2 separate regions of the Zea mays genome follow, and region 1 is linked to region 2. A link is a contact called in public Hi-C data. All regions are on one chromosome and are shown on one strand. Each heading gives the region's core, a stretch centred on a gene start, on an enhancer-like site or on the middle of the called end of the contact. The rest is flanking DNA. Distances are from core to core; before and after follow the strand shown. Region 1 has its middle 14 kb from the start of LOC100383742. Region 2 holds the start of LOC103627587 (probable WRKY transcription factor 14).

Region 1 (5,268 bases), core at 2,399-4,898, 62 kb before region 2:
CCAAATGAAGTGCTGATAGCTGCCTCATTTCAAGCATCGTTGCCATGTAGGACAAGTGGATATAGATAACTTGCTATATATCTCAAAAGCGGCTTCTTACGAGTAGTCAAAGCCTGAAAACATCACAATCAACAATCGCTCCACTTCCTTTTAAGCATGAGTAGAATGACCAGAAGATATTTGACTTTTCAAGAAAAAAAAATAACCGTTGTATCTGGTACAATGCAAATATACAAAGATAAATTAGCATCATGCACTTTATCTACTCTTCTAAAACCACTTAACCAGATTAGCTTCAAGCTGTAGCTTGTTCAGTAGCTACAGCCTTGCAGAAGCAGCAGAACACAGAAGTTGCCTCATACAAGCCTGAACCCTAAACGTAATTATGCTAGAGTTAAATTACATAATTCTAGTAACTGGAACAGTGTAAAACGAAAAGGACCGTGGTTCCTTTTAAGGAGTCAACCGGGAGCTAGAAGACCAAATTCGCAGAAGCCTACATTACAACAGGTAAGTACGCTACACCATGGCACGTCCGAAAACGGCACCTACAAATTGTATGCCTCTGCATATGAACGGTGGCGAGTGACATGACAGAAACATCACCAGCGGTACCGATTCGGAGCGGCAGCCCCAGCGTGGGCGGCGGTTTTGACTACAACGACGGGGATAAGACAGGCGGATAGGGTGTTGCGGCGGGCGCGGAGAAGGAGCGGCGCGCGGTGAGGCCGCTGGCCGCCTTGCATTGCCCGCCGTTGCAAGGAGCGAGAGCTTATTATATATTTTTGATGGTTGGGTATAGAACATTGTTTCGTTGGCATGAAACTTAGATAATAATATAAGCAGTCATAGAAACCATTTGACCCGCAAGGCTGCAACGAGTCACAGAAAATATGTGTTATTCAAAGTTTCAAAGAAAACGTGGAACTTTAAATTCTTATTTGTGTGAGGGAGAGCTTGATTATGTTGATGTAACTTAGGAATGGGGGGGCTAGCCCGTTACCTGATACAGTGATACGTCGTAATTTGGAACTTTGCAGGTTGGTGAGCTGTTTACACGGCGTCTGTTCTTCATCAGATACAAGAGAGAAAGAGACTACAAAACCACACACACACGTGGTCAAGGCAGTGACTGATCTCGCCTGTACACGCCAAACCATTGACAAATCATCGCTCTACTTGGTCGTCATGCTTGGCCCTATATATGTATTTCCACAGGAAACGACAGTCCCATATCCATATATGTGCATCGATCGGCATTCGATCGGCAACGAATAATCACACGTGCTACGGAAGAGGTCGTATGAGTAATGAACACGATGAAGAGATTAGCGGTTTGGTTTACCAACACACGATTACTGGTCTTCCTGTAACTGGTAGGTAGGTATGCAGGTCCTGTGCTGTGAAGTTGTTGAGAATGAAGACTGACGCAGTGGTCTATCGTGGAAAGGTAATTAAACAGCAGCGCACATTTTGTTGGATCTGCAATTCTGCATCACGTGCGTTTCCACCCATTTTCTGCTGATTATTACTGGTCTTCCCACAATTAAGATGGTGTGTATATATGCAGCAGCTCTTGCGAAGTTGTTGAGCAGATTGACGCGGTGATCGTCAAACTGAAACGGAAACGGAAACAGCCGTTCGGCCGCATGCATCACGTGCGTTTCCATTGCCATTTCTCCGTTGCTATCCCAGTGCAGCTAGTCTGCCTGTCTTGTCCACCTGGTCATCTAGAGCGCCCTGTGCCCAGTTGTTGAGGAAGACTGACTGACTGCGCAGCAGTGGACGCGAAGGCGATCGACAACGCCTTCTCTAATCTCTAGTCTGGGTCATGCACTGGCCGGCCTATCAGCTGCATCTCTATCGTGCTGTCAAGACTCAACTACTCAAGTGTCGATGCAGTCGTCTCAAGTTTACTTGCGATTGTGACCTGCGTATGAACAGGGATGAATGAATCATCCGGTCCGAAGCGAGAAACCTTTCTGAATCTCGTGTGTGTGTGCAACAATTAATACATCGGACATCTGGACCAAAGTTCCTTACGGAAATGGTTAGACAGCCAAGAGGGTCTTACAATTTCTGGAAACTACCTTCTTCTCCGTGAAAAGGTAGGTGAGTAGCAAAACCAAGGAGCAGCAGAAGTGAAGAGCAGCAACTTCTGCTTTGACTGCTTACATGGAAACGTTGTTGGCTTGTTGCTCAGGCAGTGTGCATCGCATAACCTGGAGGTCCGGCCGGAACACTGATGTGAAGAAACAATCATCATGTCATGTCCAACTATCGGCTTCTTCCAGCAAGGAAGATGCGGCACCACATTTCGTGGACAAAAACTAGACCAACAACAGCGTAGCTGTCTCTGTTGCGTTTTCGAGTGAGCCCTTGCATCCCGTCGTGCAGCTAGGCCTGCTAATGGCAAAAAATACAACCCACTCCCACCCATACCTAAATCTAGTAACTTTGATATCCATCCCCCACCCACCCAAAAATATTAGAAGGAAGTTAAACCCAACCCATCCAATAACAATTTTATAGGTGGTTTCAGTGATATAAAAAACCATAATTGTAATTGGGTGGAAACCCATGAAAAATCTGTGGGTTTAGCTTATTGCCTCACATAGTAACAATTTTATAGGTGGTTTCAGTAACATAGTTTCGTGATTGAAAGAAAAAAATGTTTGAATAGAACAGAGTAAAAATCAATGACATGGGATCACCAGTGGCCAACTCAAATTGGTTTGAATCATTTTTGACAAATTGATTTGAATTATTTTGGTTGAAAATGGGGGCTAGCTGCTACTAGTATAGATCTCATTTATACAGTACTACTAGCATCTTTCATACTGATTTACTGTCATGTCAAAATTAAACCAGCCAGCCTCACAGCTCATATCACTTTTTTTAAAAGAAAACTTTTCTCTCACGAGGATTCTCTCACAGCCTCACTGATTCTCTCATGCAAATGATTCTTTTTTTTTCTCTCACGAAGACGCCACGGCAGGTGCATGCCAGGGTGGAAGCGTCGAGTCGTTGATAGTCAGATGTGCTCCACGGCTTTGGGGCCTAGGCTCTCGCTGATAGTCAGATGGCAAGATGGGTGACAACCCATGGAATCGAATATATGTGGAAACCCATCTACGACGCGCGGGCATAGGCCGTTTCCATCCACACTATAAAATAAACCCACCCAACCTAATTCACAGTCAATTAAAATTCATTATCACTCATCCAAACTAAACCCATATCTAAATCCACCCAAAATAACCATTTACACACGCCCCATTTGCAGGCCTACGTGCAGGGCCCAATTAAGCCTAATCCTGCGTGCTTCGGCCAACAAAACCAGGCTCCAGGCTGCTCCCTCGATCAGGCGCCCACCGGAAAACGGAAACGAACAAAATTTCCACGAGAGGGGGGCGCTTCCGGCTTCCTCGCTGGCCTCGCCGGTCGCCGCCCTCGCCCAGGCCCAGCTCCAGCAGTGGCGCGCGCTGTCGGCCGTCGTCCTCTTTTCGGCAGTAGACCTATTGGGCGGATTTGCCAATTCGGCACAATGCGCAATCATTATTCCGTCGCTCTGCAGTGACGGACTGACGGGTGGGCTAGCCCTCGGCATCATTCAACTGTTTGCACGTACGCACCAATCAGGGCCTTTGTTCCAACGGCCAACAGTGGCCGGACACGCTCGATCGCTGCGGCAACTACGGACCTGTACTTGCGTGGTGTCCTGGCCTGCTAGATCCATGATTCTGCCTCGGCATCGAGGGTGCGTCGGCAGCTACCAGCCGTGCTCCGTCGCAATATCCTCCTTAAATCTTAAATTTAATAAGTTAACTTAAAATAGTTCTTTAAACAGACTTGCTAAATTTAGTTAATTGTTATCCAACCTCATTTACTCTCTATATTTAACAACTTGATAGACACATAGTAAACAATCACGTGCTCATTTCACCCTTTCCCGCGCAGCGAGGAAGTCGCTGGCGCACCTTTTTTTTCACTTTCCGCGCAACTAGACAGCCGCGAGACAAGATTCTCCTTTGCCGTCTGACCACAATTGTCCCATAGGTTGCGTCGCCGGATCATCGCTCTCCGACAGGTCATGTCGACCAACAGCCTTCTTCTCCGCCCTCGACATCCTATTCTCTCGACCCGTCATCCGACGAGAGCAGACCCGTCAAAACTAGATTCAAAATCGAAATACTCACTGAATATTAGAAACTATTGAAAACGAAGTTATTTTATATTCCTAATAGATATTTAGCAACTTGCTAAACATTATTTTCTCACCTAGTGGAGATTATACCACTTTAGTGGTTGTCCATATCGCTTTGTCCCAGACATTACATGCGTTGATTTTGTCTAAGTATATATTTAGTTGTATGCACATAGAAGACGCGGGCTGCATGAGGCGGATGCAAAACGAGTCATTTGGAATCCAATTGACTGTTGTATCCGCTCATACCGCGGCCAAAACGCCCGTCTAGCCTCGGGCGAGCGTGCCTGCACGCCACAACAAACCAATCAGCCGGATACTGTTTTTAGGTTGAATAGTGTACGACATATTGTATACTACTATCTAGCTAACCACGTACTCTTTCCGTTTCATTTTAGTTATCGCTGGATAGTGCAAAATTAAACTATATAGCGACAACTAAAAAGAAACGGAGGAGTACCAAATTAACGGGCCAGATTCCATGAACTGTCCATCGTCGGTTGCTGAATTATGAGTACGTACGTACGTACATCTTTGAGCAGTTCAACGTGCTGATACATTTTGGTCTCTGGCGTGGATACGAATATACAGTACTATCTTAAAGTATTCTACATATGTATACGTACTCATAATGCTCGACCACGACACGCCGTCTACCATATTCATACATGGATGACTACGAGCATCGGTGAACCCAAACGCGAAGTCGATCGAAGAAGAGGAAAGTTAGATAAAGAGAGCAGCAGACATGCATATGCAGGACTAGAGATGGCAATGGGGACCCGATCCCCGATTCCCCGCGGGGAATTCCTCTATTAGGGGATGGGGATGGGGAAGTTTCTTTCCCCACGGGGATGTAAATGGGAAAAAGTTCTCCCCCGACGGGTAAACGGGGACCCCGTTCCCCGCGGGGACCCGTTAAACTTACATGTGACAATGTTTTCATGTAATAGTTAATGATAAAAGTAAAGAATTACCTTGTCAAAAGATCACCCGTTGTACAAATACATTGATTTTAATGTGCACATAATGAATTTTACATTTAACAATGTGTATAAGTG
Region 2 (5,276 bases), core at 1,914-4,413:
TTTGCACGAAGTTAATTATTAGCACATCATAACTGCTACTCCTTAACCTTATATCACAAGAAATTAGGGCTTTCAAACCATATATATGGCACAAATAGTTTGCCACGATTTTCTTGTCAAAACACTTCTTTTTAAAAAAATCATGTTTCATATAATTTCTAGAAGACATGTATGTAAACAGTTACAACAACCTCAAAGTAAGAAAAGTACTTCAGAATCACCTTCAAGTGAGGAACTATTAGTATATATAATGCTTCAACATTAGATCAACCACAAATATTATAGACTTGCAATCTTTTTGTGAAAATCTTCCATATAGTAATATATGTTTGGCATATGCTCTTCTCGTCGTTGGCTCATTGGGAAAAGAACTTTTATAGAAAATAATCAATCGATTTGTTGGTGAGATGTGACTGACAATGAAAAGTATTGTAGATATATTCATATATGTGCGCGTATGTCATCACTGAATAAGAAAGTGTTAGTGCAAAATCAACATAGTTTTTTAAGTCCTGTCACATACTTTATAATTTTACACAGCATGGCAAAGTTTGCACACAGAATGTGAAGAGTGAAGCAATTGTCAATTGTGCACGAAGCAAATTCACGATCTCGATTCGAAAACAGATTAATCGAGATGGCAAAGCTTTGCTTGGCTTATTTGTGCGAGTTCACACATTTTCATATGCACCAATTAATCTGTTTTTGACATCTAATGATGTGTTTGTTTGTGGCAACATGACACAAAAAGATCCCTACTGAATCAACTCAATATTTTTTTTGATGTGTACACTGAAAGTTCCATGATATGGTTCAAAGGAAGACAAGGTAATAAATGCAGCTCTGATGAGTCCTTGAACTTCACAATCGTTATTTAGAAATTCCATGATAGAGTTCAATTAAATGTTGCACTTCTTGCCAATTGTAATTTATATACTATCAGTTGCTAGCTGCTACCTTATCATGTGCTAGCTTCTACAACTAACCAACAAGTAGTAGAATAGTTCTATAGGAAAAAAAAAGGAATCCGTGTGTGTCTTCTCCTCTTGATTGAGAAGAAGGTATCGGATCAACACGTCGGGACTTTGAGTAATATATAATGTTCTATTATTATTGTTATTATTATTATTATTATTATTATTATTGTTGTTATTATTATTATTATTTATTACATGGCCACCATAATTATTTATGCACACACATAGTATATCTATAATCAAATGCACACATGAACTACACAAGAGCTAGAGGTCAGTCGCGTCACAATACCTTGGGTAGGGTGATCCTTTGATAGGCTTCTGTCCATACTTCCTCCAAGCCCAGAGATCAGAAGGAACAACCTCCCCAGTGGTCCTTCCTCCTGCCGATGATGGTGCAGGAGCTGGGATGCAGACCACCTTCCTTGCCTGGTTTTTCCTGGATATCAAACACAAATTAATTAAATTAAAGCAACAACAAGCAGCTAGTGCCAGAGATCACATCATAGATGGTTAATCTCAATTTGATTTTAGAACAGCCACATTGTTATATGCGTGAATGATCATCTCAAAGCACGCATCTTGCAGAAAATCAGAAAACTAGGGTTGCAAGGCAGGAAGTTGAGCTCAAGAAATAAACCTAGTTCTGGGCACAATAATACTAATTAACTTAGCTGAAATTTTAGTAGCTATAGATAGTGTATTTGTTTTTCAACCGAGTAGATGCTAGTTGTTTTTATTTTTACTCAGAAGATTTTCACCAACAGCTAGCTGCCATTTCTTGTGTATCTAGATTCTAGAACATTTGATCTTGCTATTTTTAATTTGTTAGAACAAAAAAATATTGGCTGTCTATGTCTTACTCTCTTTTCTTCATCATACTATATAATATCTTTCTTGGAAGATGCAGAATGGCGAAAAGAGCAGGTGGGGAGCAGAAAAAAAAAAGCGATTAGCAGTGCCTTCCCTGAATTGCAAATCTCGAGCTATGACTCTAGCGCAAGAAAATCCATGCAAAATTCAAACACGCCACGGAGAAGAAATTAAGGAAGAGCTTATTGCTTCATGAACGACAACGATAGATCAAGAACTTGTTAAATCTGGCAGCGACGATCGCGGTGCCGCACCTGCGCTTGATCCCGCCACCGTGCGCGTGCGGCGACGGCATCTGCATCCCGGCGACAGCGTCGAACGCACAGCAGGGCGGCCCAACGGCCAGCCCGGGCATCATCGTCGGCGCGCCGATCTTCACGGTGTCGCCGCCCATCGTCACCGGGTACGGCCGTATCTCTCTCGGCGACAGCGCGGGCATCTGCGCGCCCGCCAGTACGCCTCCGCCTCTTCGAGCGCCGCCACCGGCAGCAGCAGCAGCAGGCGCCTCGAAGTCGAAGAAGTCGTCGGCAGGGCAAAGGCCCACGCCGGAGGAGGAGGAGGTGCGAAAGTCGCTGGCAAATGGGTCCGGGAGGCCGGCGAACGCGTCCGCGAAGCCGTCGCAGTCCGACGACGAGGGCTGGGGTGGCGGGAAGAGGCATGCTCCAGCTGCTGGCTCGGCCGGGAGCTGCCACCCCGTGTCCGCGGAGGGGAGCTCCGCGACAGCTGCCTGATGCATCGCGCCGCCGGCTCGGACGACGTCCGTGAGGTCTCCGGCCTGGTGGTGGTGGTGGTGGTCGCCCTGATCCATCCTTTGCAGGAAGTAGTCACACATGGCTAGCTAGGTAGGTAGTTAGCTCCCTCTAGCTAGCTGATAGTCTATCTCGGCCGGCCTCTTCGAGTCTTTCTAACAGAAGAGTAATAAGCTGTTCTTTCGGTCTTGGCAATTCGCAAGAACCGAATGAAGCAGACTAATTTAGGGTCGTTATATAGCTAGAAGAAAGCCGAATAAGGTTGAGAGAAGTTGCTACGAGCTTGCAAGGGTTTCTGAAGCTCGGCTGAATTCGCTCGATCCAGGCTTGTTTGTTTGTTTGTTTGTGAGTGAGAGAGAGAGAGAGAGGGGGGGCGAGGGGAGGCGGATGATATGAGCGGTGGGCTAGCTGTGCAATCAAACTGTCTTTTCTTTACTAGGACACGAGAGAAAGAGGACAGAAGAGAGGAGAGAGAGAAGGGCGGGGTAGAGCAGGAGGAGAGGGAGGGAGGGACAGGTTTGGCAGGCACAGTAAGGGCTGGCTCAGCTCGGAGCGGACAAAACAGTGGCAGATGGGAGGAGGAGGAGGAGGAGAGAGGGAACTGGGAGTGCTAGTGCTCTTTTTCCTGATGCGAAAGTATATGCATGGTCGCTGACTTCATATTCCGGACTGCTAGTGTTCTCGATGCGCGGAACGGGACGGGAGGGACATCACGGATCGGAGCCGCGGTAAAGCTAGCAGCGCAGATATACGTACGTACGTAATGGCTTTGCCGCACGCGCGCGGTAAAAAAAATTGGGAGGGGGACGGATCAGTGAGGAGGCCGGTCGTGGTCGTGGACGCTTGCCATTGTCGTGCCGGCCGCTGGCACCATGGCAGAGCGAGAGCGGCCTGCTAGCTGCTGCCGGCTGCCGCGGCAGCAAGCAAGTCCAAGAGCGCAAGCCATATGGTATGGCGACGCGTTTACATGTGTTCACGTATAGTAGTACGTACTACCTGCTGCTAGCAGTCCGTGTGGCTGTCGGTACCAGGATTTTATTTATCGGCAGCAGTCCACAGTACTCTACGACGCATGCATGAGCTCGATGCATGTTTCTTGATGAATATGGCCTGGTGAAACTGAAAGCCGCTGCATCCTGTCCGTGTTCAGACACTTGCGGCACGCCATATGTTTGAACTTCGAAGGCGGGTGGCGCATGCATGCAAATGATAATGTGCTTAACTACCAGAGTAATTAGCATATATTGATAAAACAACTAAGCTCGCTCGATACTATTCAATGCGGATCGGAGCCTGCCCTGTGCACCTGCCCTGCCCAGCGTGCCTTCGTCTTCCTCACGTCAGACACCTGCACCGCTCGGGTGTGGGTTCATAAAAAATACCACCACCGAACTGCATATCGAAGCTACTAATAATAAGGCGATGCGCTAGCATGCATGCCCTCTCATAAAAAGTGCAGCTTGTTCGAGCAGCGCTCAACGCTGGGCCTAGGCACGCAGTCCCATGATCCACTCATCCACACCTCTCCTGGCATGCGATCTTCCGATTTCTACATGGAAGTACAGTAGTACACATACATGGTATGAACGGTTGTCCGTCTCTCACAATAGGAACATGACGAATCTATGTCAGTCTAAAACTACTGTAATAATAAGGTTTTAACCGTCATAAGTAGTTTACGTCGGTTTTCAGTCTGTCACTACTAAAACGTCGTAGTTAGGCTTATTTACGCCGGCTAGCCGCTGTAAATAAGTAATCTATGTCGACCGTAGGTCGGTAAAAAAAACTAATTTACGATCTCCACATTTAAACAATCGTAAATAAGTCGGCTATTGAAACCATCATAAATAAGTCTGGCTTATTTATAATAGTTTTGGTATCCGACGTAAATAAGCCAAATTTATTCACGACGGTTTTAGGACTATCTCTCATCCCACATTCTATTTCAAACTTTACTGTATAAATAGTGTAATCTACAGTGTAAAAACAATGTAAAACAATGTTTTACACGGCTATATGCACGATCTGCTGGCCACACAACCTAGGGCCTTATGTTTGGCTGAAGCGAGCGGTGAACAGAAGACTTCACGAAATTTGGTCGATGTACCGACAAGCGACTCACTACCAGAATCCGGCTTTTTGCCGAGTGCAATCTATCGAGCACTCGGCAAAACATGCTTCCCAAGTGCCACTCTCGACGAACTAAGACTCTCGGCACAAACCTAGTTTGTCGAGGGCAAAACACTCGCAGCAAAGGAAGCTTTGCATAGTGTTACGCTCTCGATGAAACGCAACGCTCGGCAAAGAGCTGTCAGCAGTCGTCTATAGTTGACAACCATTAACTTTGCCGAGTGTCGGGCGTTGACACTCGGCAAAATATCTTCTTTTCTAAGTGTCACCTTGCAAACACTCGGCAAACCTATATTTTGTCGAGTGTCTCCCAAAACACTCGGCAAAGGGACTGGCAAAGGGGTCCACTGGAGTCTTCTTTGTCGAGTGTCAGGCGTTGACACTCGACAAAATATCTTCTTTTGAGTGTCACCTTGCAAACACTCGGCAAACCTATATTTTACCGAGTGTCTCCCAAAACACTCGGCAAAGGGGACTGGCAAAGGGGTCCACTGGAGCCTTATTTGCCGAGTGCCAGGCCAGCAGACACTCGACAAGGAGAGAGCTT

What was found. Hi-C and Micro-C count contacts between places; a contact is called where the count stands out from the background.
Region 1: a Hi-C map of ear shows a contact between it and region 2, with 3 times the contacts expected there. The contact joins the enhancer-like site here to the promoter of LOC103627587 in region 2. A contact is called at or near these places in 9 of 25 Hi-C or Micro-C datasets (bundle sheath, ear, endosperm and 3 more) and 1 of 3 datasets of contacts at active chromatin or transcription factors (shoot).

Annotation. Positions count from the first base shown.
Region 1 is chr5:207,643,816-207,649,083 of Zm-B73-REFERENCE-NAM-5.0, reverse strand. No RefSeq gene overlaps it. Among protein-coding and RNA genes, the nearest start is that of LOC100383742, 14 kb to the left of the region's middle. Within about 2 kb of position 3,648, at least 12 of the 20 cell types and tissues checked have an H3K27ac peak or open chromatin away from gene starts, as enhancers often do. A contact at or near this core is called in ear, seedling, shoot and 1 more, where this site is marked.
Region 2 is chr5:207,581,510-207,586,785 of Zm-B73-REFERENCE-NAM-5.0, reverse strand. It overlaps LOC103627587 (probable WRKY transcription factor 14), which reads right to left and starts at 3,163. Exons shown (of 4, transcript XR_002262521.3): 1 at 2,105-3,163; 2 at 1,270-1,416.